Regions from separate parts of the Hordeum vulgare genome. Here region 1 is linked to region 2. Evidence: chromatin contacts called from public Hi-C data. All regions are on one chromosome and are shown on one strand. The core of a region is the stretch at or near the end of the contact, and the rest is flanking DNA. Distances in the headings are between cores, read along the strand shown.

Evidence for each region. Hi-C and Micro-C count contacts between places; a contact is called where the count stands out from the background.
Region 1: a Hi-C map of leaf shows a contact between it and region 2, with 2.5 times the contacts expected there. The contact joins the promoter of LOC123427802 here to the promoter of LOC123427801 in region 2. A contact is called at or near these places in 4 of 6 Hi-C or Micro-C datasets (leaf and seedling) and 1 of 1 datasets of contacts at active chromatin or transcription factors (embryo).

The regions. Positions count from the first base shown.
Region 1 is chr2H:611,943,841-611,946,677 of MorexV3_pseudomolecules_assembly, forward strand. It overlaps LOC123427802 (ABC transporter C family member 2-like), which reads left to right and starts at 1,438. Exons shown (of 29, transcript XM_045111930.1): 1 at 1,438-1,540; 2 at 2,518-2,837. The coding sequence starts at 2,574.
Region 2 is chr2H:611,800,803-611,803,596 of MorexV3_pseudomolecules_assembly, forward strand. It overlaps LOC123427801, which reads right to left and starts at 1,323. Exons shown (of 6, transcript XM_045111928.1): 1 at 1,082-1,323; 2 at 70-229. The coding sequence starts at 1,111.

The DNA.
Region 1 (2,837 bases), core at 188-2,687, 140 kb after region 2:
TCGCATCGGAGCGGCTCAGCTGCGACAGCGAGGCGCGAATCGACCGGTAGGACCTTGGGGATCTTTCCCTTTTGACTTGCCCGTCGTCCCGGTGGCTGTGCGGCGCGGGCCGTCAGCGCTGACGTCCTCCTCCCCCGTGCCTCACCAACCCGCAAGGCATATAGGCACGAGCTGAGCAGACACCTAATCTGCTCAGATTATTATGCTTAAATAAATAATCATGGGGAAAGGTAGCTTTTGTTAGCCGCCTGGGATTAGGGAGCGCTGCTTAGAAAATCCGTTGGAACGCACGGCCTAGTGTTGCTAGGGTTCCTTTCGCAAAAAAGAGAAATTAAATTGCTTGGATCCCACAGTTTTGTTTGATTGATTCCACAGTTTTGTTCCCAACGAAAATGATTCCACACAAGTACTACCACTACATTTTTTTCTCTAAACTATTTTCAAATACAGTTACAAACGTTCATACATATATATATATGCATATACATTTATTTTTATGAATGCGCAAACACATACCCCATCGTATAAACATCTTATATAAACACCTTTCAAAGATTGAATTGGTACATCATGTGAACTACGCGATCTAAACATATGTGCATTTCTTTTACAGTTACGTGCAGCAGAAACACCATGTCAAATACTCCCTCCGTTTCAAAATATAAATAGGTCCACATAGAAAGCAAAATGAATGAATCTATACTTTAAAAAAATATCTATGTTTTAAAATATAATCCACTGTCGAAAAACCTCTAAAAAGACTTATATTTAGAAAGGAAGGAAGTACCAACTGTTTTTGTGTGGTGAAATTTGCGACAAAAATGCTACACATACAGACTGTTACAGGATGGCTACGGACCCTTTCATAACTTTCCTCACCCCTCCCTGATTTTCATCCGGATGGGGCCCAACTCTCACCCTTAATCCAATTAAAACATGCTAACTCAAGAATCAGCCTGTAAACTTAACGTCCGTACATGTAGCATTACCCAATTTGCGGGGAGGCTCGTCAAAACGGAACCCAAATCTTACCTGTATTCGGGAGACGCGGCAGTAGCTACAGCAGCATATTACCACCGGAGTACTTTTTGCCATGCTGGTTCGTTCGTTCACCGGTGGCTCGATCTGTAGAGGGAGGGATCACGTGTCACGCTGGCCTACACAGCGCCGGACCGCGCGTAGAAAATCGCAAAAAGGACAAAGCGGGGCCGTGCGCCGTATTATTCTACGTACACCACCTAAAAAATTCGCGGAGAGAAAGAAATGGAAGAGAATCAGAGCAAGCACTCCTCCTCCTCCTCCTGCCAGTCGCACCCAAAAGGAAAGGAAAGGAAAAAAACAGTGAGTGCAGACTTTTAACCCCCCCACCCCCATGCCAATCGCCAGAATCCAAACCCATAAATAATCCCTCCCTCCCTCTCCCCACCCTCCCTCCCACCTCCCAACGAGACGCAGGGAGGCCGCGAGAGAGATGCTGGCGCTGCTTCGGGTGCGCCGCCGCCGCCGCCTCTCCGCCTGATCCCGCCCCCGCGCCCGCGAGGTGAGCTCCGCCGCCGACGCCTTCCCGCCCAGCCGCGACCGATCTCGGCGCGGCGAGTTTTTTCGGTTGGATTTTCCCCGAGGTTTCTCCGGGGGGCGTGGGCTCCTGTGATTTGGATTGGGTGGGTGCCTTGTCGCGTAGCCCGCCTTTTGGGTGGCTCTCGTTCGTCTCATCTCCCCCGGAGAGAAGAAGATAACTCGGCGCCGCTTGCCGCAGAAAGGTTCCCTTTCCAATAAGCCTCTGGTTATTACTCCCAGAGCACCGCGTAAAAAGAGCTGCGAAGGCTCGCGGGAGTTCCTGCGGGGTTTGGACCGGCTGGGCGCGTATTCTCTCGGGACGATGATGATGAAGCTTTTTTCTTCATGTACTAATTCCTATTTAACTCGCATGATAGGCGTGTTCCGTCTGCAACACTCGTATCGTATCTGCTTGACTGCTTTCCCATGGATTCGGTTCAGGAGGCGAAAAACATGTCGAGCTTTCTGCGTTTTGTTTTTCTCCTCTCTGTTTTTTTTTCCTCTCCACCTTTTTGTGCTTCAAATCCTGTTTGTGGACCGTGGAGTCGATCGTGCGCGATGAGCCTCGTGCTTCATGCTCTGGTCAACGCATAGAGGTTTAGTGAGGATTATGCTTAACCTGCGTGCAACGAATCTGTATGTGATAGTAGATTGGTTAGCTGCCCGAAGTCTTCCTTGCTGTACAGTTTTCGTTGACCATTTATTGATTGAAGGCATTTCTGTGTAGTATACTGATGCTGCAAGTGCATTTATTGCTTGGCTACCTAAGACTCTGCTACCTGTTTAGTTGGTGCAGAATTTTGTGGGCACATTGATGTTGCCAACATTACAGTGATTGATTGGCTGGCACCGAAATCTTTGTTAGTTGTTGCCCATTTTGTTGGTACATACGTTTGTAGGATACTGCAGGTCATTGGCTGAATTCTCTCTGGTTTCGTTGCTTTTGTTTCTTGAATTCAGGGGGAGATCAGAACTGAGCGAGGACTGGGGGGGATTGCTAAGAGGGAGGCGTCGAGATGGGGTCCAAACCACTGGAATGGTACTGTCAGCCGGTGAAGGATGGGGCGTGGTCTCGCGCTGTGGAGAGTGCATTTGGCGCATACACACCCTGCGGCATCGACACCCTGGTGGTGTGCATCTCGTACCTCGCACTTTTCTGCGTTTGCTTCTATCGAATATGGAGGACGACCAAGGACTACAAGGTGCAGCGGTACAAGATACGCTCGCCCTACTACAACTATCTGCTTGGGCTGCTTGTGGCGTACTGCATAGCAGAGCCG
Region 2 (2,794 bases), core at 73-2,572:
TATAGATGTGATTACCTTAATCAGGGAAAAAGTAAGTTAAACACAAATAGGCTAGCGTTATGTATGTACCTTGGTCAAGAACATCGCATACTAATAATCTGTTCTGCGCTAGCGATGGCTCGGCGTTCTTCGAAGGCGATGTTCGCGACGAGCTGCTGCTGATGACCCTCACGCGGTTGTGGGCTCCCAGCAGCTTCATCCTCAGCTTTGTGGGAGAAAGGGCGCCTGCCTACATGAAGAACAAAGAGGTAAGTCTTCATCTACGGAAGCATTATAACTTAATAAAGTGTCTTGATTCAAGGTGGTAACCTCTATTATATCTTGTTCAAAATATTTCTAGGTAGGACCGTAGGAAGCTTATAGCTCTGTAAACTTCCAAGAAATTAGAAGTGCTGGTGTCATGCAAATTTTTAGACATTTGTGACAGTGACAGTGGATTGACCATTTGACACTTGTATTTCCTGACTGGGACACGGGGGTAGTGAAATCAGCATCACTTTAGCACGTAGTAGTACTAAAACAGTGCCGACGCCAAATTCTTCGGAAAAATGGGCGTTCTTTCTAGATTTCCACTGCCTATGCAGAAGGGACGACAGTTTTTCTGCATATTTAGCAGTACGCTTTACTTGAACTAGTTAGCTTCACTCTGACTGACAAAACAGATTTGCCCAACAAGTGATAACTGAAGAGAGCTACAGTTTATAAACAAACCGCTAACCAACTCTAGATTCTTAAAAAAGAAAAGGCTCCCAAATTGCTCGGCTCCGACGTCTGACAGCGAGACTAACTTTATAATCTTCTCATTGCAAAATAGGGAGACTGGCTTTGATCTGCCTATAGGAGAATGGAAGCTGCTATAAAAACGCAACAAAACATGGTAGACTTGGAAATGAGGAGCAGAGAAAGCACATCTATATCCAGAAAACGAAATATATATCTTCGGAAAAAAAAGGAAGGAAAAAATGTACTGGAAAAATGAAGCATCAGGAACGGCAACAACGGGTATGAACAGAGCAGGCCCTAATTCGGTGGGTGGGATCAAGCGAGCCACTGTGCTGGCCTCAGGAGATGGAGCCCGTACCTGGACCTTGTGAATCCTCTCGTACTCCATTGCCCCGTGCTGGTCCGCTGGATGTGTGCTTCCTTGTCTATCCCTGTTCGGGCGGCGGCTGCTGAGAGTGAGAGTGAGAGTGAGTGGGGGAGGGGGGGCTGAGGGAGGAAGAAGGGGATGGGGAGGGAAGGAGATGGGCGTGATGTGATGGGAGAAGAGAACACACTACGCTACGCTACGCTCTCAGTGGGGACTTGGCTACTGTAAGCAGAGATCTAACAGGCACGCCGTGATGTCTTGCCCTTTTTTAGTTCTTCTTCTCTACTTGCGCAGGACTCCACAGCGCAGCTTCTCTTCTCTGGCCGTGACAACTCCCTTTCCAAACCCCCCCAAAGAAAATTTACGTGTGTTTCCACTTCAACGAAAGGTCTCATCGACGCAGTGAAACCACAGAGCTGGGCTGTTACTGTGCTACAATTACTGCTAGCACGAACAGAGAGCCGTTTGCTGCACCTGTAGGAGTACTTGTTACCAACAACCTCAGACGGCTGTTCTTCTTTTTATTTTTTATTTACACGGAAAGTGCCCAGCCTCTTTTGCACGCCCGGATTAAACATAACCCCTCTCCCATTGCACAAAGTTATCTGGCCAGTGGCATCTCTCTCACTGGCGCGGAGTAGGAAAATCACCATCTGATTATCTCTCACTGACACGGATTAAGCATACAGAGTAATCTTTTGAAAATCTAGCATTTCTCGAGATGCGTGCGCTTTTAACGCCCCAAACTCCAATGCCCCAAACTTTTGCTGTGTTATTCTCGGCATCACAGTGGTGGTGGTGGTGGTCAAACAGAGGTCCCGATGCCGGACTTGGACTGGCCTCGACTGGACTGGACGGGATCCCTCTATCCGTCCACCAAGACCAAGACCAAGACCACGACCAAGCAGGCAACCCCACTCTGAATTACACGGCGCAGAGGGAGGCATGGGCGGCCGGCCCCGCCACACCTCCCCGTGTCAGTGACTCTGCGCGCACAAGCTTTATTAATATTATTTACCCGATCTCTCGGCCCTTTTCACCGTCCAGTTCAGTCCCATGTCATGATGCGCTCACTCGCCTCCCCTCCTCTCGCCGTGATCACAAGGCTGCCCCCGGCCGGTGTCGGTGTCGTCACGCATGAATATACTTTTGTCTTCTCCTCCGCCTCGCCGTTCGCCGAAGTTGACCCAGGTTTAGTTTTTCCTCTGCGCGCGTCTCGTACGTAGTGTACGTGTAGTTGGTTAGTATCATGGCCTCTGCTGTGCTGCTGCTGCTGCTGCATGCTTTGCTCTCCTCACCACCTCTGAATCTGATGGCTACCGGCCAAGCTTGCTGTGGCTCATGTGTTTGGATTCAATCACCGGGAAATAGTACCAGCGAGAATTATGGTCATGTGACTGTATGTATGAGGCGAGTGAGCCATGCATGCTACGGATCACGTACTAGTACTACTGGTGTGCTGGATGATTGAATTGGTGTTGCATGATTTGCTGTACTCGGGGGACTGATCATGGCGCATTTATCTGATTGATCATTGCGGCTGGTAGCCTTTAAAAGCCCCTGGTCCAACTCGGTGGTGGCCATGCATGCACTCGTCAGTACGAGTGCTTACAAAGCAGTTTGATTAACAATGCTCCAGCTACTAGTTTGAGTGCCGTCCATTTTTGATAGGTTTGACTGATCAAACACGCTGATGATTGAGCG